Linked DNA regions of Mus musculus: region 2 is linked to region 1. A link is a contact called in public promoter capture Hi-C data. All regions are on one chromosome and are shown on one strand. Each heading gives the region's core, a stretch centred on a gene start, on an enhancer-like site or on the middle of the called end of the contact. The rest is flanking DNA. Distances are from core to core; before and after follow the strand shown. Region 1 has its middle 16 kb from the start of Nlrp3. Region 2 overlaps Mprip (myosin phosphatase Rho interacting protein).

The links. Capture Hi-C pulls out chosen DNA fragments and counts their contacts.
Region 2: a contact with region 1 is called in a promoter capture Hi-C map of adipose tissue. The contact joins two enhancer-like sites. A contact is called at or near these places in 4 of 39 promoter capture datasets (the C10 cell line, cranial neural crest, embryonic stem cells and 1 more), 1 of 15 datasets of contacts at CTCF or cohesin (the NIH/3T3 cell line), 11 of 484 Hi-C or Micro-C datasets (the AML12 cell line, ECoMG-derived neutrophils, the N1E-115 cell line and 7 more), 5 of 115 datasets of contacts at active chromatin or transcription factors (T-cell acute lymphoblastic leukemia, extraembryonic endoderm stem cells, large pre-B cells and 1 more) and 3 of 9 other capture datasets (adipose tissue, liver and pancreatic islet).

The regions. Positions count from the first base shown.
Region 1 is chr11:59,524,766-59,528,609 of GRCm38.p6, forward strand. No RefSeq gene overlaps it. Among named protein-coding and RNA genes, the nearest start is that of Nlrp3, 16 kb to the right of the region's middle. Within about 2 kb of position 2,151, at least 60 of the 459 cell types and tissues checked have an H3K27ac peak or open chromatin away from gene starts, as enhancers often do. A contact at or near this core is called in adipose tissue, where this site is marked.
Region 2 is chr11:59,725,654-59,729,497 of GRCm38.p6, forward strand. It overlaps Mprip (myosin phosphatase Rho interacting protein), which reads left to right. Exons shown (of 24, transcript NM_001368931.1): 4 at 1,899-2,050. It overlaps 1700007J10Rik (RIKEN cDNA 1700007J10 gene), which reads right to left. Exons shown (of 6, transcript NR_045476.1): 6 at 264-469. Among named protein-coding and RNA genes, the nearest start is that of 1700007J10Rik, 13 kb to the right of the region's middle. Within about 2 kb of position 1,693, at least 5 of the 459 cell types and tissues checked have an H3K27ac peak or open chromatin away from gene starts, as enhancers often do. A contact at or near this core is called in adipose tissue, where this site is marked.

The DNA.
Region 1 (3,844 bases), core at 901-3,400:
CTGTATTGTGAGTTGAATAGCAGGGTGGAGCAGAGCCTGTAACACCAAGGGTGTTAATACAAAGAGTTTGCACCTTTTCTGTACAGCCCAACAAAGCTAAGGGTGATCCGTCCCAAGGTCGGCCTCTGCAGCTTTCTGTGATTCATCCCCTTGCCTGTCCAGGGACCTGTGACTATGGAGGGTGCGGGTTGCACCCTGATTTAGTCCATCTCAAAGCCAGTACGTCTCTGGAAGCAGACTTGAGGGATAAGTACTGGTACGGCTATGATGCAGCTTTGGAACCAGAATGGCGGCCTTGGTAGCGGGGAATGTGCCCTTCTGCAAACTATCCTGGAGCAGGCTGGTTCCGGAGGAAGAGTGAGACATAAGCACATCTAACCCTTAGGGTTCAGAGGAGCAGAACTTGGTTGGCTTCCTTGGATACCGCAGAGGACATCTGGCTTTAAGAGAACTGCTATCTTGCATTTGAGAGCTCAAGATCATTCCAGCCCTAGACGACTAAAAGATGCAAATTTCGGGGTCCCGTTAGGAGTATTCCCCAGGGAGTCAGAAAAATCACAGAGGCATAGCAGAATCCAGCCGTAGGCAGTTCTTGGCAGTTCTATTCGTGACCAGCAGAGAGCAGCAAAGACAGCTCCTAGGCTACTTCCACTGTTTTTTAAAAAAAAAAAAGTCGAATGTTGTGCTGAGCAGGAACCATATCCATGCTGTTCCAAAAGAGGGCGCTGTAGAGACAGGCTTCCTGCACCACCGGTGCGGGCCTCGCAGGCAATAAGTGCTCCTCTGAGCTGTGGGAGCCACATTTATGAATTTTCAAGCTTGAGATTGGAGAATTGTTAGAAAGCTTGACTTTGTAACCAGTTGGCTAGAAGCGGCAGCCAAGGACCTTAGAGTGATACCTAAACCCAGGACGTTATGTGAGGCTGAATCTTAGCCTGTGGCTGATCTAGAACGCTCTCTGTAACTCTGAACTCTCCCTACAGCCTCCACTCTCCACATGCTGGGATAAACCGCCTTACACCACCACATTTGGCAGCCTGTGGGATTTGATGCCAATTCCAGGTGGATAATAGGTTAGCATTTGAGTTCCAACCAAATTTTGACCCTCTCCGTTCTCCCTGAAGCTACCTGCCCATTTCATTCACACTCTGAGGATATCTCCGTTATATAAAAGTGCTTAGTTGCTTTTCCCTAAACAGAGAAGCAGCCAGACCCGAACAACACAGGAAGGGCAGGAAGTGATGGCGAACGCCTTTAATCCCAGCACTGAGGAGGCAGAGGCAGGCAGATCTCTGAGTTTAAGGCCAGCCTGGTCGACAAAGAGAGTTCTAGGACAGCAAGGGTACACAGAGAAACCCTGTTTCTAAAAACCAAGGCAGGTCAGGGGACAGACAACCCACTATGTGGAGCAGGAGGATATCTGACCCTCTCTTCACCTTTGGGAAGAAACTTCACATAACTTGATCACAAAGGTAACATCTCTAGGATCGAGGCTAATTCAGTGAGCTCAGAATATGGAAACTCTGAGTCTTCCAAGTGCTGGGATTAAAGTGGGATTAAAGAGCCACCACCGCCCACCTTAATAGAAGTAAATTTATGTGGTAAATTAAGAACCTAAGTGCCAAGCAAGCCCTCACCCACACAATTACCAGCTCTCTCTAGCATTTCATCCTTTGCTTTTTCCTGGAAACCTCAGTCAGATCACACGGTCTTGTTGCCTGCGCTTACCTTTTATTGTCTGGTGCTCCCTGGGCTGTGGCTTCACACTCTCCTCCGCTTCTCAGTTTTCTGTTCTCTCCATCTGGGGATGGCGATGGAGGGCAGACAGTCCTAACATCCATGATAACCAGCGGGAGCAAACAGACAGCAGGAGCTTTCTGTGGACCCAAGTGGTGAGATCCGTCCTCTCTCCAGCGCAGCCATGTGGAAAGCACGGGGATTGCAGATGGGGCAAGCTGGGCCAGGTTATGCTTAGGAGAGGGAAGAGAAGAGGGAGGGAGGGAGGGAGGGAGGGAGGGAGGGAGGGAGGGAGGGAGGGAGGGAGGGAGGGAGGGAGAGGAGGAGGGAACACAGCAGCTTAGCTGGAGCAGTAGCAGAAGTGCAGAGCAGTCAGGAAAAGCATTGCAACAGCAGGTTGAGACCAGTTCCTTTTTTTTTTCTTCCTCCTGGTTTAAGAATCTCAGTTCATTAAAAGGGAAGTGGTAACATACTGTGACATGTAGTGTTTTAAATGCTACATCCACTAAACCCTTTTTAAAACTTGAAACTCAGTGCAAAGATTTTTTTATTGGTATATAAATTGTAAGTAACAATGGGTTTATCTGTGACATTTCCATATGTGCACATAGCATATATTGGTCATGCTGCCTGCTCTCTCCCACAGACTCCTTTCCTCTCAGCTACTATGGGTGTGTGCCCCCGTGAGTCTCCTTAGGGCTCTTCAGCAGTACTTGTACCTTACTTGTGGCTACAGCACTAAAGAAAATGTCTCACTCTTCCATCAGGCACTATGGGTATAAATCCTCAGGCTATACAACACATTTGTTTCTTGTGTACCCAGAAAAGGCACAGGGCAATTGTTCTCACCATGTGGGTCTCGAGCCCTTTGGTAAGCCTCTGTCTCCAAAAATATTTACATTACATTTCATCAAAAAAAAAAAAACAGTAGCAAAATTACAGTTATGACGTAGCAGCGAAAGTAATTTTTTGGTTGGTGGGGGGGGGGGTCACCACAACATGAGGAACAGTGTTAAAGGGTCATAGCATCAGGAAGGGTGGGAACCACTGATGTAGGGGAAGCATTTGACTGAGGCACAACTTAACTGATCTCATTATGTTTTTGGTTTTTCAGTCTTTTGAGCTGTGGCTCCCAGGTCATTCCTCTCATCTTCATTTCCACCCTCCTCACTCTGGGACATTTCGACATTACACCGTGAGGAGTCAGAGTGACAGCTGTTATTAAAGGTGAAGAATCCTGAGCCCAGTTGAAAGATCAAGGGAGACTTTACTCAGGACCACTGACAGCTGGGAGGGAGCTAGTGAGTGCGACAGTAATCCAACAGGACAAGCAGACGTTTACATATACAAGATGGGGGTCAGTGAGTGGAGAGTTAACTGTGCGAGCACATGTGTGTGTACGTGCATGTGTACCTGTGCAAGGGTGTGTGTGTACATGTGTGTGTGTGTATGGGTGTGCATGTGCACCTGTGCAAGGGTGTGTGTGTACGTGTGTGTGTGTGTGTGTGTGTGTGTGTGTGTGTGTGTGTGTGTGTATGGGTGTGCATGTGCACCTGTGCTTGAGAGAGAGTGTGTGTGTGTGTATGGGTGTGCATGTGCACCTGTGCGAGGGCAGGCATGTGTGCACATGTGCATTGGACACTCTGAGAGTGTAGCTCAGTGTGGGAGGGGGTAGCAGGCAGGAAGGCCTTGATTCTGTCATGGGTACCCACCACTAAGAGGAGACAGCAGGGGTCACAAAGACACTTTGTTTGACCAAGTTTTAGTCAGGCTTTTCCCCTTATTTTTATTCTAATTCTAGGATCAAATCCAGGGCCTCATGCAAGCTGGGCAAGTGGTCTCCCTCTCCCTCTCCCTCTCCACCTCACCTCCCCCTCCCCCCTCCCCTTCCTCTTCTTTCCCCCTCCCTTTCCCCCTCCCCCTTCTCCTCCTCCTTCTTTTTTCCAGTTTTTTTTGAGACAGGATTTCTCTGTATAACCCTGGCTGTCCTGGAACTCACTCTGTAGACCAGGCTGGCCTCAAATTCAGAAATCTGCCTGCCTATGCCTCCCAAGTGCGGGATTAAAGGCGTGTGCCACCACTGCCTGGCAAGCCGTCTACTTCTGAA
Region 2 (3,844 bases), core at 443-2,942, 200 kb after region 1:
CTATACTCAGCTGTAAGACTGCATCTTTGGCTCATTGTCCAGATTTTAGTACTGACTGTTGCTGTGCAAAATGGAGGAGTTGGGCTGTAGGGACCTGAACAGTTTGGTGACATTGAATCCTTGAACATCCTGGTGGCCAATCCCTTGAGAAGAAAATAACCAGGAATTTTGTTGCTATGTTTTATCATCTCTACTTAACATCTTTTTGTATGATATAGTGTCATAGTTCATAATCTATTCACATAGGTCTGAAATCCATCATGGCCATTGTCAGTGTTTTAATCCCAAGGACTGGGAAAGAGTTCCAGCAGTAGAGAAGAAGAGGCATCCTTTGCAGTTCCTTTCATCTGGTCACTACTGGCTGTCGGCACAGCTTCTGTCACTCAGTTCTCACAATCCTCATAGCGATAGTTTTCTGTCTCAGAAATACGATGTGTCTTGTCCATGGGTGAATGAAGAACACTTGTTTCTGTATAGGAAAGGACAGTTTACCCAAAGCAGGTTTAGGAGACTGCTAGAGAGGGCCTGTAATTAAGACTCAAGTGGAATAGAAGGGACTGGCATTGGAAAGAAGAGGTAAGGAAAATTAGGACCCTGTCCTGGGCTTCCTGATCCAGAAAGTGAGCAGGATTTGGATCTAGGCAAGATGGGGCATTAGACTACTGTCTCTGTCCACTGCTCCCTGAAAAGACCTGCTGCTCAGTTGCAGAACTGCCTATGCTACAAGGCTATGCTGGACCCTCATGGTACCCTCCCCAGGGTGTGTGCTCTTGAGCTCTGAGGCTCACCAGAAAGTCTTGTGATCCAGCTTTCAGCCATGGGGAAGGAAGCATGGGCCTTGTGTGGATGAGAGCTCTGCTATCCTGGGGCTGCCTCATCCCACCCCCAACAAACTCTCTGAAATTTTCGTCATCAAGCAAGTTAGAACTCTTCGACCAGCCTGATGACTTTAATTGGAAAGGGACTGCAAAAGATTTGTCTAACAGGCACTTGACAGATGAAGCCCATGGGATAATGATTCTGAGCTCAGGGTGGGTACCAGGCCTCATACCCTGCTCTCAGACAAGGGTACTCTCAGTCTGGTTAGCAAGATGGTGATAAAAATGGGTCTGTAGAACTACAGAGGGAGGCAGGCCAACCACAAGTGTCCAACTGCTGCTCTAAGCATTTAGTGCTAAGAAAGGAAGCCCACCAAGTAGTAGACCTTGGATAGTTTGGTGAGAAGTTGCTGTCTGCCCCAAAGTCCACCCACCTGTGGCTTCTGGAGCAGGCTATGCTAGTGTTTCCCAGTGTGAAGCAACTGGCATGATAGGATACATTGCAGCCAGTCTGCCTTCCCAGAGTATATGTGTTAAAACATTCCAGTGTCTTAAATGGTGTGTATATATTATATCCATGTGTGCATGTATGTTGACCTTTGCCCTCCAAGAAGTCTCAGCAGGATTCCTTAAAGCCCAGACAGGTATGGGTGAGCCTTTGGGTCTGTCTCCCAATCTTAGAGCTAGTGCTCAAAGATGTGGCTCTATTTACCTACCTCCTTACGTGTTTTTTTGTTTGTTTGTTTGTTTTTTTTTTTTCTATTTTGAATCTACTATTCCCGAAGCTTTTCCTCACTGATCTGAGACTAGGATCTTGGCTGCCTGCTCTCCCTAGCATTCCTCACTGAGCACTGTCCTGACCCCTCCTGCGGTGCAAGCCAGGACACTGTTCTCCATGTAGAAAATAAAGTCCAGAGGGTGTGTCCTCTACATAAGTCCAGCTTGGCTTGCCCCACCGTGGATGGGTGGGTAGGAAGTGGTGCTGTGAAGGCTGAGGACTGAAGGCAAGGGGTGGGTCCTGCTGGTGGCTGTGGGACCTGACACACCACCCCTTTTGAGTGACTTGTTTTGTCCTTGCAGCCCACCACCCTCCCTCAGGGCACCATCAACATGAACCAGTGCACAGATGTGGTGGATGGGGAGGCCCGCACAGGGCAGAAGTTCTCCCTCTGCATCCTGACACCTGACAAGGAACATTTTATCAGGGCAGAAACCAAGGAGATCATCAGTGGGTAAGTTGGCCAGAGCCACAGGAGGCACTGTCTGTTTGCTCACCCATTTCTGGGGACTCCAGGGCTTCTAGGTCTTCCTTGGAACTCTTCACTGATTGGTCGTCCTCCCACCCCACACCTCATCCTCACCCTGTGCCTCCTTGGCACTCAGCACACAGTGCTGCTCCTGCCTTCCCCTCAAGTAAAATAAGCCCTCTTTTCTAGGCTGTGTATCAGGCAGCCTGCGTGGCGGCCCCTTTGAGAAACGTCCCGTGTAGCACCAAAGCCTCCAGGTGATTCACATGCATGTATTTTCGGTCCTCAGTGATTAACCCCATTCATTCTCTACGGCTGGAAGAGGGCAGGTGTGTCATCAAGGCTCTGTCTGAGGTTGAGGGGTATAGGCTGTGTATAGCACAGGGTAGAGGGAAGTAAGGACATGAAGCCATCTGGTTTAAGCAAGTACAAGGCCATTGGGAGCATTGTCTTTTTCTAGCATCCTTTAGTTGCATCTCTAGTGTTGCTTTTCAGGAAACCAGACTATACTGGCCAAGAGATAACATTTGGTAGGTGACTGAGAATTCTCCTTTCTAGGTTCCTAGAACAACCTGAAGGAGTACTTTGTGTGTCTTCCTGACCTTAACCCAGAACCCAAGATTTAAGAGTTTCCAGGGCTTCTAATGAACCCATCCTCTATACCAAGCAATCTGACGGTCAAGAGTAAGGGAGCAGTCAGGTGTGAGTGATCATCTGTACTTCTGACTGCAGCTGGTGCTACCTGGTCTAATATAGCACACATTTCCCAAGTGGATCTTCCTAGAGAGCCTCATCCTCCTAGACTTGGATCTAGGAGAGGGCCTGAATGGCAGATGGGACTGAAAAGGTAGTCAGAGGTCTCTAGGACAAGCAGGGAGTATCTGAAACTGGGTTGATGATGCCATGTGGCTCAGAGAGATGATGTTTAGCATCTGACTGATTGGTCCTTTGACAACTACCTTGGGGTCCTGGCTCTGCTCTTGAGCCTCTCTCCTAGGTTACTTCTCTGTCATCTGTTCTGTCAGCATACCATGGAGGCCTGCTAGATAGACATGGTTATTAATTAACTGACCAAGTTACCAGAGGCATATAACTTCAAAATCCTGTATGCAGGCTCATACTCCTTGGGGTCCACAGCTTATACGGCAGCTTGAATTATAGCAAGTCTACTGAAACTCTTTCTCTCCCCTCATTCTTGAAACCCCTTTTCTGACCCAAGCAGTAGCTTCTTTTTTGTTTTGTTGTGTTTTTGGTTTTTGGTTTTTTGAGACAGGGTTTCTCTGTGCAGCCCTGGCTGTCCTGGAACTTACTCTGTAGACCAGGCTGTCCTCGAACTCAGAAATCCGGCCAGCTCAAGCAGTAGCTTCTTTAGCCTTGCCCACATGCTGGGATCTTTGATGCCCAGAGACATCAGACATGGCACAGATGTTCCAAAACCAGGTGCTTATAATACCCTCACTTTCTGTCTCCTCTAACCTCGGTGCCCTCTCCAGTGCTGTTATGGTTCTTCATCTTCATCTGTGGACTCCAGGCCCATTGGCCTACATGCTCTGTCCACATCCAAAACCAGTTCCTAAGGAGAAGGCACTTTCACCAAGCAGGTAGGGCATCTACCACCTACCCAGCCTCCCTCCCTCATGCCATGAGTGTCTTTCATACTGCTGGGACTATATTTGACACAACTTTTCTAAAGGATTGGTTGGGACTCATTGTTGCTGTCTGGCTCAGCCAGAAGATAGCATTCTCTTCTCTCTGCCCTGCCATCAGCTCTGCCCGTTT